Regions from separate parts of the Mus musculus genome. Here regions 1, 2 and 4 are each linked to region 3. Evidence: chromatin contacts called from public Hi-C and promoter capture Hi-C data. All regions are on one chromosome and are shown on one strand. Each heading gives the region's core, a stretch centred on a gene start, on an enhancer-like site or on the middle of the called end of the contact. The rest is flanking DNA. Distances are from core to core; before and after follow the strand shown. Region 1 holds the start of Hpcal4 (hippocalcin-like 4). Region 2 holds the start of Nt5c1a (5'-nucleotidase, cytosolic IA). Region 3 holds the start of Ndufs5 (NADH:ubiquinone oxidoreductase core subunit S5). Region 4 holds the start of Sf3a3 (splicing factor 3a, subunit 3).

The links. Promoter capture Hi-C pulls out the DNA fragments that hold promoters and counts their contacts. A called contact is a pair of places that touch in the nucleus more often than the background predicts.
Region 1: a contact with region 3 is called in a Hi-C map of B cells, with 5 read pairs. The contact joins the promoter of Hpcal4 here to the promoter of Ndufs5 in region 3. A contact is called at or near these places in 2 of 39 promoter capture datasets (cranial neural crest and frontonasal cranial neural crest) and 1 of 484 Hi-C or Micro-C datasets (B cells).
Region 2: a contact with region 3 is called in a promoter capture Hi-C map of hematopoietic stem and progenitor cells. The contact joins the promoter of Nt5c1a here to the promoter of Ndufs5 in region 3. A contact is called at or near these places in 2 of 39 promoter capture datasets (cranial neural crest and hematopoietic stem and progenitor cells).
Region 4: a contact with region 3 is called in a Hi-C map of B cells, with 10 read pairs. The contact joins the promoter of Sf3a3 here to the promoter of Ndufs5 in region 3. A contact is called at or near these places in 1 of 39 promoter capture datasets (hippocampal neurons), 1 of 484 Hi-C or Micro-C datasets (B cells) and 1 of 115 datasets of contacts at active chromatin or transcription factors (large pre-B cells).

The regions. Positions count from the first base shown.
Region 1 is chr4:123,181,765-123,186,232 of GRCm38.p6, reverse strand. Hpcal4 (hippocalcin-like 4) reads right to left here and starts at 2,729. Exons shown (of 5, transcript NM_174998.4): 1 at 2,609-2,729; 2 at 2,377-2,480.
Region 2 is chr4:123,198,397-123,202,750 of GRCm38.p6, reverse strand. Nt5c1a (5'-nucleotidase, cytosolic IA) reads right to left here and starts at 1,266. Exons shown (of 6, transcript NM_001085502.2): 1 at 1,068-1,266. The coding sequence starts at 1,193.
Region 3 is chr4:123,715,506-123,720,230 of GRCm38.p6, reverse strand. It overlaps Ndufs5 (NADH:ubiquinone oxidoreductase core subunit S5), which reads left to right and starts at 2,045. Exons shown (of 3, transcript NM_001030274.1): 1 at 2,045-2,118; 2 at 4,150-4,367. The coding sequence starts at 4,152.
Region 4 is chr4:124,713,121-124,717,906 of GRCm38.p6, reverse strand. It overlaps Sf3a3 (splicing factor 3a, subunit 3), which reads right to left and starts at 3,046. Exons shown (of 17, transcript NM_029157.3): 1 at 2,917-3,046; 2 at 2,591-2,638; 3 at 2,203-2,255; 4 at 1,992-2,097; 5 at 1,384-1,456. The coding sequence starts at 3,012.

The DNA of each region.
Region 1 (4,468 bases), core at 1,480-3,979, 530 kb after region 3:
TTGGCCCATGGTCACGGGGCTTACTTGCCCCACAGGAAGGGCCCTCCTTCTGATACCTCTGTTTCAAGGGATGATTTCCCATAGTTACAATGCATAGTATAGGTGACCCTCTGAAACTCCAGAATCTTCTAGAATCTAATCTCAAAGTTAGGGTAGAAATAGCTATACCCACACATTCATGACCAGACTCTAAAACTCCAAAACCATCTAGAATCTTGTTTCAAACTGCCCACCTGTTGCTCTTCATCCTCCCTCTGTTGTTCTACCCATTACCCATCCTCCTCCAGAGCCAGGCATCTCAGCTAGATCCCACTTCACCTATGTGCTTAAAGAGTTTTTCTGCCTTCCCCCTTCTCTGGGCTGACACAAGCTGCAACCTGCCTTCATTCCTTCCCTGAAACATTCTTCCTTGCAACCAGCCCTTTCCCAGATGAGCAGTGGTCAGGCAGCAGCATGAACTCAAACCTGTGGGCACAGGCAGACCTTGTGAGGCTATGGTGTGGAACCCTCACCCATGCACTGTCTTCTGACACTGATCTAATGATCTAGGACTCCAGGGGAGAGTCTCCAGGTCTTTCTGCCCCTAAGCAAGCTTTCCCCCTTCCAATGGGACTTAGACAATTTCTGAGCATCTTGGATAGGGGGAAAGGTTCCTGATTCTTATTGTTTCTAAGTCTGTCTTCTGGAAGTTTTTCTCCTGTGCCTGCTGCACCTGAGCATCCCGCAGAAGCTTGGAGGCAGAGCCTAGGCTATAGTCACGCTCAGTGAATGTCACTTAGATTATGAGAGAAGAGCAACATGCCCTTCCTCTTGGTACTATGTCACACTGTTTTGTTTGTCTGTGATCTCCTATCAAGCCTACTTCAAAGACAATAGAACTCAGAGTCAGGGAAGAGAAAGGTTCACCCAAGGTCAACTGGAGCCCATCAGCTACAAAGCAAAGACCAGCGCCTATGTGGGTGCGTGCTCTGTTGAAGTCGTACCTTCTGGAGGGCTATGCTTCACTTGAGGAGGTACTCCTTGCTTCAAAAATCTCTGCCCCCTCCTCTGTGCTCAGAGGCTTCTTCTAGGGGGTCCGGGGTTAGGGGGTTCAAGTGGAGAGATGACAGTAAAAAGTAGGAGGGACTGAAGGAGGCAATAATCCCACACCCTCGCCTAGCTTCAGAGAAGCTGGTGCTGAAGCGGTTGCCATGGTGACAACAGCTCCCTGGTCAGGAGATTTTTCTCTTTCCCTCTCCTCCCTTTGCTCTTCCACAAGCAGCAGCAATGGCAGTAACAACCAGGTCTTGTTCCTCCCCTTCATAATAAAAGGCAAAAGTGACTCATACAAGGTGAGCTGTGTTGACCACCTATAATTTGGAGCTTTCATGCCAGGGTGGCCTGGTGGTCTGGAAAGGCCCCTAAGAGAATGAGGCTGTAGGATATGTAGGAGGGAGTAGCCTGAACCTTGGCCTGAGTGAAAAGGATGTCCCTACAGTGATGGATGGGGCCTCTCAGGTCTCCTCTGAGAAATATCCTAATGGTTTGAACAGGGCTTTGTTCTCCTGTAATCAGCTGTGGAACCAGAATATGTCAGACCTGGAAGGCTACTCAAGACCATCTCATCGAACCCTCCTCTGTCCTGCTCTTTGCCTATCTCATGAAGAATCTGAGAGGGAAAAGCCTTGGCTAAAGTCAAGCAGAGATCGAGGCGAAGGCAAGGCTTGCACTCTTCTGCTTTCTCATTCAGACATAGGGAAAGGAGAAAATGAGCCCACATGGACTCATCTTTGGCTTCATCTCTGCAAACAACAGGAAGCCGAGAGAGGGAGCAACAGGCACAAAAGGAACAGAGAAGACCGGGTTACAGAGAGAGGACCTGGTGCGTTCCTGTGTGAGGGATGATGAGGTTTAAAGGCTAGAGCTATGGGGTGGTCTTCTGGGAGGAGCAACCCTGGTTTATGCTCCAAGCAAGATAAAGGAAGAAGAGTGTGGAACCCCTGTCTAGTTGGGAGGCTACTAGAAGGGAGATGGTGAATGGGTCTGGAGTAGGAGCCTCAGGGGTCTTCATCCTTTCCTTAGGTATGCTGTGAGCTGTCAGCATAAGGGGCAGAGAGAGTGTAGTCAGAGAATGAATTTGCTATCGAGGTCTTTTGGGGAACAAGACCCTGAGATGGGAATGACAGTGAACTATTGGTGTCGGTGTGGGCTACCTCCAAGTAGAGGTTTCCATGAGGCTTGGTTCTAGAGGCAAGAGAACACAGGGTGACTGAAACCTCTCTTCTAGCACCAGTGACACCACACACCCCCAAGTAAGAGTGTGTGTGTGTGTGTGTGTGTGTGTGCGCGCGCGTGCGCGTGTGTTTGCACTGGAGCCAGAGGAATGGTTGTTCTTACCTGAGCTGGGGGTAAGGAGGCAGCTGTACCTCCTTCTTGAACTGGAGACCCGGCTTGAAGTGAAAGTTCCTGGCCCAAGGCGGGCTTCCCAGATGGCTGTCCACCTATGACAGACCCAGGGTCAGAAAGATGGATCTGAGCAGATGAGGATGGGAGTGGAAGGCGGAGGAGGAGGGGCTCAGGGCCTCCGCCCCGCGAGGTTGCTTCTAGGGCCCGGCCCCACCCTCATTACCTGAGGCCGCTCGCCGAGTCGCTAGATGGCTCCGAGCTTGGGCGGCCGCGGGGACAAGGCTGGCTATCAGGCGGACGACAGGCTCTGTAGGGTCCGCGTCGGAGCCGCCTCCCCAGTTCTTGTATCACTATTTGCTTCTCGAAGGCGACACGATTTGCATAAGACCCGCCTCCTCTCAGCAACTTTGGACATCGATTGGTTCGGCTGGCACCGAGTGACAGGCAGGGTTTCAGGTGGGGATGGGGTGGCCTGTGAGTCTAGGCTACCACAAGAGCGCGCCCCGCCCGTCCGCCCGCGCTGACCTTCCCGGAGTCGCCAGGATTGTAGAGGGCTGTACCCCCATCTGTTCCTCAACCCTGAGGCTCAGAGCCTGGGTCACAGTTTGGAGCGAAAAGTACCGATGATTAAAGTGGATTCGCAAAAAACAACCGCACCGTTGCTATGGGAACAGAAGAACCACAGTTGAATTTCTAAGCCTTCTCTTCCTGGGCCCCAGCGGGGGTGGGGGTAAGATAGGGGGTGATTCATAAGATGCGACCCCGTCTCTTGTCCTGCCCGTACCTGGAGGGGATCAATGAGGAGCTGCGGAGTGGCAAGGTGGAAAAGGGGAGATGGGGTGGTCAAGAACTCGCGGCTTTGCACCAGTGCCCCTCCACACCCACTCCTCTCCCGCCGTTTAGCAGAGGGGAGGGTGGGTGCGGCACGAGCTGGGTGGATGTGGAAGTATCCTCTACCTAGACACACGAGGGCGTGGGCTCCCTCCAGCCACCCCCACAACTCTAAGTCAGATCTCTTGTCAGGCTCTATCCTTACTTCTCGAGGACCCCTAAAAAGACTTGTTGGTTCTCCTCCAGAAGGAGCCTTTACAGTACGCCAAGCATTGCTCCATTCCCCACCCTCCCGCATTCCCGTCGCTTAGATGGAGCCGGTTCCCAGCCGCCGCCAGTCTCCGGCCTCGGATGTTGACACAAACCAGAGGCGGTTTACACTGAACGGGTCTGGAAGGTTTCAGGGAGGCGAAAACACCTCCTTTCCGCACTTGGGGGTCTCGTCACAGCCCGCTCAGTCGCCACGGATGTACTGGTGTCTGAGAGCTCACAACCCAAGGTGGTGGGAAAGAGCTCTAACGCCAAACTCAGGGCGAAAGGGGAGCAGAGATCCCTGGGCTGGGCCACGTGCGGAGGAGGGACTTCAAGGGATCTACCAAAAGTGGGGGCGGGACGCGTGGGGGATTGGTTAAATGGGATTGCAGATGCAGAAGAGGCCGGATTTCTGTCCAGGCAGCAAATGGTGGAGATGAGCGCTGTTTGGGGGACTAAGGACAGGCAAAGAACCGGTTTTTGGAGATTTGGTCTTAGAAACTCCCAAACAAAGCACAGCCAGGGGAAACCAGTAGGACCCGCGTCTTCCTTATGAGAGCTATCCATTTCCTCTTAAGCCAGTTGCGCTGTCCCGTTCTAGCAGCTGGATATGCCTTCTCTCTGGGGTTGCAGCATACGGTTGGGAGCTCCGTGTTCGAGTCAAAGAGGAGATACATCCATGGCATCTTTGGTTGGTGACTCATGAAGTTCCTTAAAAGCCTTAAGTCCTTCTCGGGTACCTTCCGTGCTTTAAACCCTCAAGTGGTAAGCAAGAGTGCTTGGTTACAGTTAACTATAACCCAACGTGCAGGGAAGTGAGGAGAATATGGGTTGCTGGAAGTGATACCTGAACACCTAAAATGGAGTCTGGTTGTTTCTAGGGACCCTCATATGATCTCAAGCAAGCCCTCCCTCATCCACGACCTCCCAGTCTGTATAATGTGGGAGCTGGTACTAGAGACTCAGTGGAGAGAAGAGAAGGAGAATAAAGGAAGTGTGA
Region 2 (4,354 bases), core at 17-2,516, 520 kb after region 3:
AGGAGATCCCACCCACTGAAGCTTTAAGATCAGCTCAAAAGTCATTATCCCAAAGCCTTCTCAGTGGCAGTCACCCCCTCCCCCCCAGTGCTCCCACAGCATGTAGGATCTTTTACCTGAGAATCCACCATCTCTAGAGCCTCCGTGGTCACACTCCAAACTCCTGAGACAGGCAGACCACACTTAATATCTCTGTCACCAGGATGAGCCAAGGCCTAGAGGTGACTGTGGATGGGGTAGCCTCCTGGGTAAAGTCGTTGTAGTGAAGCAGTGGAATGCTTTAAGGTCGGACTGGAAGTCCTTGTGTAACGCCTTTGGGTCCCTTTCTATTCTCAATCCCTTGCCCAAGTTCCTGGGTCTAAGGCGGAGAGGCGTGAACAACGCTAAGGTATCATGAACTTTCCTAACAGAGGAAGAGGAATGCTTGCCTCTGTGTGAAGTTGCAAATGGTTGATGCCACCACTGAGATCAGAAGCAATGTCTAAGGTGCAAAGCCCAGCGCTGGGAGCTCCAGAGCCTGGGAGCAAAGCCCTGAGCCTAGAGCAAGTAATCGTTCCTTTAAGATGCAGGGAGAGTGACCTGATCCCCCGGGGTCTGGGTATTCAGTTAGAGCCCAAACGCCGAGGCTTGGGCCAGGAAGCTGAACTGACTGCACAGATGGAGGAGACCTGAGAGCCCAGCGAGCAACCGGGTTCCCAGAGTCGAGTTAGGAGTTACGGAGCCCAGGGCGCTGCTCCCGGGTTGCTGACCAGCTCTGCCAACAAGTGCAGTCCGCGCGTTCAGGTTGCCAGCGCCGGAGGGGATAGGCCCCTGATGACAGCATGGGGGAGGGGTATTCTGGAGTAGAACCTGAGCCCGGGATTGGGGGGAGGGGGTGCGGAGGCACTGCCACTATAGCAGAGCTCCCAAAATAAACTGGAGCCCCAGCCAACTGCTGGGCACATTCTGGGGCGGAGGAGCCTTGTCACCTTCGGGAGGGGTTCCACGAGGCCCTTTCCAAAGGGCTTGAGACCCGTCCCTAGAAATGGCCCTTCCCGTGTCCCCCCAAATCCAAGCCCTACTTTTACCGATTTGGGTTTCTTCTTGGACGAGAGGTTGTCATAGAAAGTCTTGGCTTCCTCCCAGCGCGGTACCGCGGCGGTCTCTGCCCCTGGCCCGGGTTCGCGGGCCTCCCGGGGCTGCCCTGGTTCCATGCTCCGACTCGGATTCTATCCGGCCCGGCGGGAGAAGACAGCAGTGGAGACGCGGAGCTCTCGGCACCGGGCTGAGGGAGGGAGGCGCGTCCCGGGTGGGAGAGGCAGGCGGGCAGGGCCGGGAGGGAGTGCGAGTGAGCCTGCCCCGCCCGCCGGGGGTGGGGGGTGGGGGGGACCGTCAGGTCCGAGCCGCCCTCTTGGCATTTAGGGGAACTCTGATTCCTCGACCGACCCGGGTCTGAAGCAAATGGGGAGCAGGTGCAGTCTGCTTTCTGGAGCAGGCCGAGTGGAGCCAGGCTTGTGGAGTACTGCGGCTTCGGGGTTGCGGGGATGAAGTTCAAGGGCACCGAGAGAGGAGGAAGCCTAACATTTTCCCCTCCTAACACGATAATGCCCAAACCAGAAAATGAATAGTAAGCGCTCCTCCAAACTAACAGGTCTCCTACCCCTATCAGATGCCAGCATTGGACCCTGCGTGATCCGTCGCCTTTCTCCACATTCCAGTCTATCCTTGGACCCAGGGAAGTGTTGGATGGACAGCCTGGTTCATGAACAGGAAGCCTCATTGCGTGTAGGGGAAAGTGTGGGACACAGTTCTTACACAGGCGAAGGGGCTCTTGAATCTAAGGCGATGTTATGCTCGCCTAATGGGCGACACAGTCAAGAGTGATTCCAAGGGACTGGATTCATGTCGGCTCCCCTGTTGGCCAGCAGGGGGCGTGCATTTTCAAGTCCCGCGCGCTGAACTTGAGATGGTTACAGTTGTGAGGAAAGGAAGGGAGGAATGGAGTCTAGAACCCAAAGGATTTTAGCCTAGCATTTTGGAATTTCAGGGTATTTTTCACGCTGGTGCAGAGCTCTGAATTATCTGCCTCAAGGCAGAGCCATCTCTCCGACATGGATTGGAGATGCCTGAAAAACATTGGTTTAGCTGACGGGTGGTGGTGGTGGTGGTGGTGGTGGTGGTGGTGGTGGTGGTGGTGGTGGTGAGGTTCCTTTGCCTGAGACCCCTGGGACAGAGTGGAGCTCTGTCCAGCCTCCACCATGTCTAGAAGGAACCAAGTAAACTTTGTACTGTAGTTATTTCCTCCTGATCGAAACACTCCCTCCTGGGAGGCTCTGAGGCCCAAGAAACTCAAAAGATTCGGGGAGCCTAGAGAATTCTAAAGATTTGGGGTCCCTGCCTAGTTATACAGATATCAAAGTTACCCGCTGTTGGGAGAGGAAGGGCACCTTTGGTGGTGTAGCTGCCCTCAGGTCACACAGGGAACTCCAGTGTTTCAGTTTTCCTGAGTCAGCACCCGTGCTGGGCTTTTTGGTGATGCAGTTTCCAGAGTTGCTCAGATTCCTGTAAATAACCCTCACCCACACACATGTTAGTAACCCCAGTGAACTCACCAGCTCAGTAAGCCGAGCCTTTGGGTACCACCCTTTATCTGGAGTGAACAGAGATATCTCCACTGGAAAAGCAGTAGCGTAGATTTGGGTAAATGAGAGGGGAAGTTAAAAAATAATAAGATTGGTAAAGTAAGTTCAGATGTTTCCAGATTTGGATGGATTGGGGTGTGTGTGTGTGTGTATGAGAGAGAGAGAGAGAGAGAGAGAGAGAGAGAGAGAGAGAGAGAGAGAGAGAGATTTGCTTACATAAAAGGGAATCCATCCCCAGCAATTTGGATCTGTGTGGCTGGCTTGAAAGGATGACCTGGGAAAGTCAAATTTCCCTTTCTTTAGAATGTGGGGTTGGGTGTCAGCCTCAGGCAAGACAGTGGGTGTTATGAAGTGTTAGACGTCCACCTAAATGAGCCCCTGCAGAGTGGTCAAACTCCACCTCAAACAGAGGGATGTGAGCAGAGAAGTCTTTGTGAGCCAACTGAGGTGACCACCAGGTAGAATATGGGGACGAACGGACGGACAGAGGACCCCGTGAGTGAAGCCTTGCCCCGAGGGTGCTGCCTCTGGTCACAGCTCCGTAAGCCCTGGCTATTGTGGCTCTCTCCCGATTTCCATGACTTTCTCTTTTTAAAGGCTGAATGGTTGAGAAGTGGGGTGATTACTCCCTGCAGCGGGGCTGGGGTCCTGGAAATGTAAGTTAGCTCAGTTTCCCACGGGGTTCTTTCTGCCGTTCAATGGATGTCCCAGAGAAGAAAGTTGGTAGCCATTCTTTCGCTTGATGCCCCTGCTTTCCTTGGCTACTTATGATAATAAGTCCATCTTCCCAGTCTTCAAGGAACAGCATGTGCTCAGCTATGTCCCTGGACTTACTGCCTGACAGAAGGATGACGGGGTCACTCCTTCTGAGTAGTCATATGGATGCTGGGAAACTTCCCCCTCCCCAACTTGTGTTGTTTGTTGGCTTTGTTTTGTTGCTTTTTGTTTGCTTGGTTTTTTGTTTGTTTGTTTGGTTTGGGTTTTTTTTTTTTTTTGTTTGTTTTTGATTTTGGTTTTTTGAGACAGGGTTTCTCTGTGTAGCCCTGGCTGTCCTGGAACTCACTCTGTAGACCAGGCTGGCCTCGAACTCAGAAATCCGCCTGCCTCTGTCTGCCTCCTGAGTGCTGGGATTAAAGGCATGTGTTACCATGTCCAGCTAACCCCTTGGGGTTTTAACTGGGGACAATGTGAGCAGGAGAGCCGACCTTCCCTGTGGCAGGTAAAGGAATACAGAGAAGCCTGTGCAGATCAGTGATGTTAGAGGGGGATGGGAGAAGGAGAAGGAGAGGGAGAGGAAGTAGTGGGAGAGGGTGCCACACTGAGTCTCCAGATCCAGTGGGAACCAAGCTTCTAATTCTGTGAGCCAAAAAGCCTTGTTCACTTAAGCTTGTTTAACTTGTACTTTTTTTCATGTTTTGTTTCTGTTTGTTTATTTTGAGACAGAGTCTTACACAGTAGCTAAAGCTGTCCTAGAGCTCACAATGTAGCCAACGCTCACCTCAAACTCAAGACAAACCTCTTGCCTAGGTCTCCTGAGCACTGAGACTATGGGGTGCATGCTCCATGCCCTGTAGTTTCATCTGAAAGCAGAAGTCCTACCTAACTCATGCCTCTTGGCTCACACCAACAGGACTGGGTGTCTGTCCCAAGCCATGAAATGTTCCCACTTAGACTTATGTACAGTCCCTTTCAGAGCTTTGCCTTGACACTGTGTGAAGGGTTAGAGAATGGAT
Region 3 (4,725 bases), core at 796-3,295:
AAGAAAAAAAGAAAAAAGGAAAGGAAAGGAAAGGAAAGAAATGTCCAAAGGATTGGAATTTCCATCAGAAGCTAGCAAAACAGACAGGGTATGAATGGATTTGAGGAGGGGAGATAGTGGTAGCATGTCAGGCAAAAGAAGGTGAAACTTAAGATCAAGAGAAAGTTCTGGGATGGAGAGATGGCTCAGTGGTCAAGAACACTGAGTGCTCTGCTGAAGGTCCTGAGTTCAAATCCCAGCAACCATATGGTGGCTCACAACCATCCGTAATGAGATCTGACGGGCTCTTATGGTGTGTCTGAAGACAGCTACAGTTTACTAAGATATAATAAATCTTAGAGAGAGAGAGAGAGACAGAGAGAGAGAGAGAGAGAGAGAGAGAGAGAGAGAGAGAGAGAGAGAGAGAGAATGGACAGAGATCTGAGAACTGCCACCTTTGCCATGGACTGGGCTCACTGGTCATGAATGTGCTAGCATATGGTGCCCTGGCTTCTAGCCCTAGAACTGCAAGGGGCTAGTTACCTGATGGCATTTGAGCACATGAGACCCTTAAGCAGGCCTTCACAGTGGCATAAGGAGAGGGGTGGGTTGGAAAGGGTGGCCATCAGTTCCGTGCCATTAGAACTTTGTGAGTATGGTTCACTACTTCCATAATGAGCCAATATTTGACTGGACACAGGCTGAGTGCTCAGAAAACTTTAATTGAACTGAAACCAGTTTCATATGGGACATCCAGCCGATGGAAGGGGGTGAGTGGAGCAAGTTGGAGTGATTGAATGAAATTAATAAATTGTGGACTCTCTTACTAGGGTTTCTATTGCTGTAAAAAGACTTGTGACCATGGCAACCATTTAATTGGGGCTGGCTTACAGTTTCAGAGGTTAGTCCACTATCATCATGGCAGGAAGCATGGCAGCATGCAGGAAGGCATGGTGTTGGAGAAGGAACTGAGATTTCTACATCTTGATCAACAGGCAGCAAAAGGAGACTAATCCACACTAGGCTTGACTTGAGCATAGGAGACCTCAAATCCCTCCCCAAAAGTGACACACTTTCTCCAACAAAGCCACACATACTCTCACAAGGCCACCCTTCCTAATAGTGCCACTGCCTATGAGGCAAGCATTCACACACGTGAATCTATGGGGGCCATTCCTATTGAACCCACCACATGGACTTCGGGAATTTTCTCCAGAAACTGTTCATTCGCAGGCACAGCATCTGTCTTATAGGCCAGGCCAGCCTTGAACTCAAGAGGATACATCCTCCTGTCTCAGCTTTCTGATTGCTTTGGTGCAAATGTCAGCTAATACATCAAAGAACGTTTTCATCATGTCACAGTATAAAGAAGTCCCTATAGTAACTCTATAGCTGTTTGTTTGTAACAAGATCTCACTATGTAGCCTTAGTTGGCCTAGAACTCATAGACATCCACCTGTTTCCGTTTCTTAATTTCTGTGATTTAAAGGCCTGAGCCACCACGTTAGGCACTATTATCTTTCTTTTAAGATTTACTTTATGTGCGAGAGTTTTGTCTTCATGTATGTGCACCATGTGTGTGCTCCTGGTATTGCTGAGGTTAGAAGAACTATGTTGGGTCCCCTGAATCTAGAGTTAAACCGAGGACCTCTCCCAGATCAACAAATGCTCTTAACCTCTGAGCTGTCTCTCCAGCCCGGCTATTATGTTTATTACCAAAAAGGGAAACTGCCACCGTGAAACTGGGAAACAGTCACACAAGTTTTGGGGTCACGGCACACGAGCTTTAATCACCACATTTCCTTGGGGTGAGGGAAGCACTACTCTTTCTCGAGTGTGACCTTGCTCAAGTAGCACAACAATCAACGGTCACGACAGTGCTGAAAGGGAGAACTCACTACCGGGCGCAGTAGTATGGGGAAAGTCGGTTTATCAGCTGTCAGCGTCTGGAGGCTGGGCTGCTTGCTGCGCAGGCGCAGACCCGCTGTGCTTGGTTTCTACAGTTCCTCGGCCGGTGGTTGATTTACGGCGTCGCTCTGGAGATGTCGTGCTGCGGGCGTCCTTTACGGCAGGCGTCTGCGTCCTCCCGCAGCCGGCGGTCGGGAATTGCACCAGGGACCTGACAAGGGCACTGCAGAGGTGCGGTAGGCGCTGCTGTGTCCGCACAGCCAAGAAGTTTCGTTCAGGATTAGCTCCTTGACACATTTCCTCTCTCTGTGGGTGGCCCAGGTCTGGGCGTGTCCTCCTGCCTTCCCTTCACCCCGTAACTAGGTCGTCACCCCCACCCCCGGCCCTCCGGAGCAAATCCACCGTCTGCCGGACTCCTGCCTTGGCCTCCTTCCTACCCTGACATCCCGCTCCTTTTTGTTTTTGTTTTGAGACAGGGTTTCTCTGTGTAGGCTGGAATTCACTCTGTAGACCAAGCTGGCCTTGAACTCACAGAGAAGCATCTGCCTCTGTCTTCCAAGTGTTGAGATTAAAGGCGTGCACCACATCCTGATTTTGGTCCCCAGAGCCCTCTACTTTCTTCCTGTTGTGCACTTGGCTCAGCAGCCGCTCCAGAGCCTCTGTCCGTCCTCATTGTCATAACTTCTGTTGTCTATGTTTGTGTGTGTGTGTGTGTGTGTGTGTGTGTGTGTGTGTGTGTGTGTGAGAGAGAGAGAGAGAGAGAGAGAGAGAGAGAGAGAGAGAGAGAGCGAGAGAGAGAGCGATGTAGATCCTCCTCTGGGACTTTTTCTATTCTCCCAATGGCTTCCTCCCCCGAATTCTTACTCAGGTTCCCAGTGTGGGTCTCCAGTGCTTATGATGAGCCGTTTCCCCCATTTGCCTCTGACATACACAGTAAATGACTAAAAGAATGGGAGGGAGCTTTATAAATTAAATTCACCTAAATGTCCGCGTACAGGATGGTTTTGATGTGGGTGCTGCGCTTGCTTTCCATTCTTAAGCACATTTGTCGTTTGGGATTATTTTGTTCTATGTCAACTTTACTATGTATTTTCCATATGTTCTTTTTGCTTAATGTATGTCATATTCTACTGAGCACCAGAATCTATCCACTGCTTTATAGTTGTACGTGTAAGTTGTTTGAGATTTCCTGATTTTTTTTATTTTTTTACAAAATTTTAATTTGACTTGTTCATTTATTTTTAGCAGTTAACTAGCATCTGCTCGATTTTGCTCTCAAAACAAAAGCAGTAGGAAAAACATAGAAGTAAATAGACTGTTACAGTAATGGACGAAGTACTTTTGGGGGGGGGGGTTCGAGACAGGGTTTCTCTGTGTAGCCCTGGCTGTCCTGGAACTCACTTTGTAGACCAGGCTGGCCTCGAACTCAGAGATCTGCCTGCCTCTGTCTCCCAAGTGCTGGGATTAAAGTCATGTGCCACAACTGCCCGGTGGACAAAGTACTTTTTAAAGTTTTAATTATGTGTGGATGTATGACTGTGGGCATGTGAGTGTAGCTACTCCGTGAAGCCAGACACATCATACGGCCCTGAAGCTGGAGCTGCAGCTACTTGTAAACCACCCAAAGTGGTTGCTGAGACTCCAGCTCGAGTCCTCTGCTAAAGCAGCATGCACTTTTAACCTCTAAGCCATCTCTCCAGCCTAGGACAGACTACTTCTATAAAAGGAGAGACACAAGAGAGTGTCCAAAGACACGTGTCATTTAGGTTGGGATGGAAAGAATGTATAGAACAATGTAAATAAATAGTGTGCTTATATTATTTCTCATTTTTCTTTTTTGGGGGAGAGTTGTTGTTTTGTTTTGTTTTTTGTTTTGCTTTTAGTTTGTTTATTTGAGTCAAAACAATTTTTTTCACCCTTGAAAAAAATAACCTTATACATAGAAAGAAAAAAAATTAATTTGGGTTTTTAGTCCATGAGTTTTGTGAAAGTCCCCAAATTACTCTGGGAGAGCCCATCTTAGTAAAAAAAGGCTGGTAATCCCAGCAGTTGGGAGGTGGGGCAGAAGGATGAAGAAATCAAGGCTGTTTTCACTACAGTGTGACTTAAAACTGGCCTGGGCTAGATGGGATGCTATCTGGAAAAACAAAAAGCTTGGTGAGAAGAGATTTGGGGCCTCGGGCTTGGCAGATGAAGTTCCTCGTTTCTTCTCGGAAGCGTGTCACTTGATCACACTCTTGTCTCCTGGGTGTTCTTTTACAGCCATGCCTTTCCTTGACATACAGAAAAAGCTGGGCATCAGCCTGGACCGGCACTTTATGTTCCTAAGCGCAGAACAGCCCTATAAGAACGCCGCTCGGTGCCACGCATTTGAAAAAGAGTGGATAGAGTGTGCACACGGGATCGGTGGGACCCGGGCGAAAAAGGAGTGCAAGATAGAGTTCGATGACTTCGAAGAGTGCTTGCTTCGGTACAAAACGGTAAGAGAGTAATGGTGGTGGGAGCTGAATTACTTCCCTCCCCTCTCCCTTACTCTCTCTTCTGGCCCTGGTGGGGATTGCATCCAGGACTTTGCACACTTTAGGTAAATTCTGTCACTATGCTAAATCCCTAGGCCCCTGGGCCAACTGCAGTGTGTCCAGTTGGTCTTTGGACAGTGACTGCTCACTTGTAGTTGGGAAGACTCCTGGCATGTAGGCAGTTCAGACCCTTTGGATCTGAGGAGGGCCAGCTCTTCCTCTTCTTAGCTTCTTCTTCTTGTCTTCTGCTATAACCAGAATTGTATGTGTATTTAGGCCTTGCCTTTTTGGTAGTCTGTAAAGCAAGAATCCACACTGG
Region 4 (4,786 bases), core at 1,797-4,296, 1.0 Mb before region 3:
CTAGATCATTCTCAGGCCTGAGGTCATACCCCAAAACCCAGGTAAAAGTAGGAGAGAACTAATTTCATAAAGTTGTCCCTGACACACATGCCCCTACGCATACGCCTTTGTATGCACACCACACATACACAATTAAACAAACAAACTAATAAACAGACTAACCAGGATTATTAGCACATATCTCTGTGAGTCTGAGGCCAGCCTGGTCCAAACAGGTTTCAAGATAGCCAGTACTACATGGAGAGATCCCTTTTTTTCTTTCTTTCTTTTTAAAAAAAGATTTACTTATCTTTATATGAGCATACTGTAGCCACCATGTGGTTGCTGGGAATTGAACTCAGGACCTCTGGAAGAGCAGTCAGTGCTCTTAACCACTGAGCCAACTCTCCAGCCCTGAGATCCCATCTTTTAGAAAGAAAGAAAGAAAGAACGAAAGAACAAAAGAAAAGAAGAGAAGAGAAGAGAAGAGGAGAGGAAAAGGAAAGGAAAAGGAAAGAAAAAAAAAAGAAAAGAAAAGAAAAGAAAAGAAAAGAAGAGAGAAAGCAAACTGGGCAGTGGTACACACTTTTAACGCCTTTAATTCTTGCACTAGAGAGGCAGAGGCAGGCCATCTCTGAATTCGAGGCCAACCTGATCTATAGAGTGAGTTCCAGGGCTATACAGAGACACCTTGTCACATCAAAACAAACAACAAAACAAAAAAATGGGGCTGGAGAGATAGCTCAATGGTTAGGAGCAATGAGTGGCCTTCATTAGGACCTGGGATCAATTCTTAGCACCCACATGGCAGTTCACAACTGTCTGTAACTCCACTCAGAGATCTGACATCCTCAAACACAGATACATGTAGGCAAAACACCAATGCAGATACAAATAAACAAATTAAAAAAAAAAAAAAAGATGTTAACTCACCATACAATTAAAAAAATAAAAGGTCTGGCATTTATTTAACTCAGAGAACTACTGAGAGCTGAGATTAAATGTATACTCCACCACAATCAGCCTTTATTTATTTGTTTTTAGAGACACGACGTTCTAGGACCTAGAGAAGTGGCTCAGCATTTAGAAATACTGGCTGCTCTTGCACAGCACCTGAGTTTGAGTCCCAGTCCCTACACGGTAGCTCAAAACCATTTGTAACTCCAGTCGGAGTGGATCCAATTCCCTCTCCTGGCTTCCTGAGGCCATCACACACACACACACACACACACACACACACACACACACACGGTATACAAACATATATGCAGGCAAATTACCCACACAGACAAAATAAAAACAGATTGAAAAACAAAACAAAACAAAAAAAACCAAGCCATAGGTCCTAGCTCTATAGCTGAGAATGGCCTGAAGCCCCAGGAAGAAACAGTAACCATTACTTACTTTGTGCCTCTTCACTTGGATTCTCTCGAGCCTTCAGCAGCTCCTCAAATTCCACTGACATTGGCACACAGATCTGAGGGAAGGAGAAGAGTTCAGGTGGGCCTGGCGATGTCTCAGGCACACACAGGCCTGGGCTTCTAAGACTTGCTTTGGCTTTGACCTTGAGTGTACAGAGCTGCCTACTTAGTGTTCTCCACTTCCCTTGCTGCATAGCCGGGCAGACATTGATTGGCACAAAACACAGCATGCTAAGGAAGGGCTCCTTTGGAGGAGGCAGTCCAAGAGATATTTTACGAAAAAGCTGGCATTGGACATGAATCCTGAAGGGGTAACGACCTCTGCAAGTGAACAGAGCACCACTGTGTTGGTAGATTTCAGGGCAGAGCTAGGTGCACAGTATATTGAGTAGGAGACATTCTTGTGAAGCAGCCCTAGTGCTTCACCGTGTTCTCTTACTGCAGAGGGATGCCAAGAGGATGTCACTTAACATGCAGTGAAGTGGCACGTTCTTTCTTGGAGTGACATCTACATGGCATAGCTCCATTTCCTTTGCATCTTTCCCTTTTGTTAACGGCCAGGTCTAAGGACACTAAGTTGGGAGGCCTTACCTCATTTGGGTGCTTCCGATGGAATTCCTTTATCTGCTTGAGTCTGTTATAGAATTCAGCGAACTCGTTGGGTCCTGAGATAGCATTGAGCTCCTCCTTCCGCAGTCTGCAAGATATCAACAAACCCGAAGAGCATAAAGCACACAGCCCATGGTCTCACCAGGGCTCCTCAAAAGCACTAATTGTTAGAAGGGATGTGACCGTCACTTACCCGTCCTTATCATCATACAAATCCCTCAGGTTCCCACTGACCTCCATGTACCTCTGAAACAGAAGCGCAAAGCCATCAGAATGAAGCAAATTTGTACCACAGGGCTAAGTAAACAAGAAAGGATGTCTTGGCAAAACCCAAGGAAAACTCATGAGATACATGGTCTTCAAAGTTCCACCACTTTTAAGAGACAGCTTGATCCCGAGGTGGTTGCATACACTTTTAATCCCAGCACTTGGGAGGCAGAGATAGGACATCTGATTAGGTACCCTAGAGGGGCTTGTCTAAGAACTCAGGGGTAGAAATCACGCAGGGCCACTCAACCTTCCCAGCCTGCACTTTTCCCGCCCAGCCCGACCCCAGGGGAAGCGGACGGCGGCGCACTCACATCTTGCATGGCCCGAGTGCGGTGATCGGAATTGATCTGGTCCCGAAGCTGCAGAAAGGCAAACGGTAACACATACGTTGTTACTTTGAGTTTAGCAGTTGGAAAGAGCACCCGAGGGGTGATGCGCTTATTGGTTTAGGTCCCAGGGGCTGAAGCAGGAAGATTGAGGGGCCCTCGGAGGACGTTAACGAGGCCAGAGTGCCGAGCCAGCTTAGGAGGAGGGTGAGGATGGGGCGCAGAGAAGCTCCGAGGCCAAATACAGCGCGAGGGCTCGGCAAAGGACCCAGGCCCGCCTCCTGATGCGGCCCGGACCACGGCTCACTCACCGTGGACTTCTTCGTAAGCATCTCTTTGGCCATAACATCCATAAGCCGTTCCTTCTCCTCATGATAGCGCCGTTGCTGCTCTAAAATTGTCTCCATTTTCCCTTGGCCACGGCGTTTCAAGGCGGACCACTAACACTGCCGGAAACACCGCCTGCCGCCTTTCAGCCAGCGTCTCAGCGCGCAGCATCCGGCTGCACCAAAGTTCCGCGTGTCCCGGAAGTGTCTTGGGGGACTCAAGAAAAAAGGAACACCACGAAGAGAGCAAGCGGGTGCTATCCGCGACCGTGGCTACGCTTCCCCCTGCTGGCTGGGGGTCTGAAGGAGCGCTGCCTCCGCGTTGAAAGCTGGCTGTCTCTAAGAAGCCTGCAAGAATCCTGTAGGCTGAGGTTGAGAGACAGCTGGCTTGCCCGGGGCTTGCTGCAGAAAGCTGGGCCGGCAGGGACACACTAGCAGGAACGGATAAGTTGAAGGATACAGAACGGAAAGGGGAACTGGAAGCAGCAGTAGTTTTCAGTGTGTGACCTCTGGTGATGTTTTCCCCTTGTCTGGACTTTAGTGTGTTTGTCAGTAAAGTGGAGATGGTGGTGGGTTTGTTCTTAATAAAACTCATACATATTTGAACACAACCTTTGTTTATTGGCAGAGGAGTCTTTAAGAAAAACGTGGTACACTCAAGCAATGATATGCTTGCTGTTCAGCACAGGTTAACTTCTGATTCTCTGTAATTCTTTTTTTTTTAAAAGATTTATTTATTTATTATATGTAAAGTACACTGTAGCTGTCTTCAGACACACCAGAAGAGGGCATCGGATCTCATTACGGGTGGTTGTGAGCCACCATGTGGTTGCTGGGATTTGAACTTCCGACCTTCAGAAGAGCAGTCGGGTGCTCTTACCCACTGAGCCATCTCACCAGCCCCAATTCCATGTAATTCTTTATTTTTCTGCTTTTCGCCTACCACTTGCTGGAATTACAGGTATGAGCCACCACACCTAGCCACTGTATGGCTTAGAAAATGAAATCTAGACTGCCTTTCCTTAAAAGAGGAGGAAGAGGAAGAAGCAGAGGCAGAAGAGGCAGAAGGTGGAGGCAAACAGATCTTTGTGAGTTCTAGGCCAGTTTGGTCTACATAGTGAGTTCCAGGACAGCCAGGGCTGCATAGAGATCCAGTCTCATGAAACCAAACCAAACGAAACATAAACAAACAAACAAACAAACAAACAGAGTAGGGGCAGAGAGTGAATCAGTATAGAGAGCTGGGATTACAAGTGTGTGACAGTGCATGCACCAGGAAAGAGGCATCGGCGCAATGCAAAGTGGCTCACACCCGTGATCCTAGCGCTTAGGAGATGGAGGCAAGAGGAGAACAAGTTCAAGTTCAGCCTGAGCTATGTGATAAGACTCTATCTCAAAACAACAAACAAACAAAACACATACAAACATACACATACACACATACATATATACATACACATACAATACATACACACACATTCACACACACATACACACACATACATATATACACACACATGCACACATACATATACACATATATACACACACACATATATATATACACACACATACACACACATACATATATACACACACATATTCACACACACATTCACACACACATATACACACATACACACACATACATATATACACACACACATATATACACACACATTCACACAAACATACATACACATACACTTACACACACACACACACACACACACACACTCCAAGGCACTGGGTTTCAGCATCAACACAAGGGACTCTGGCCAGGTGGTCGTGGTGCACGCCTTTAATCCCAGCAGTGAGTTCCAGGACAGCCAGGGATATACAGAGAAACCCTGTC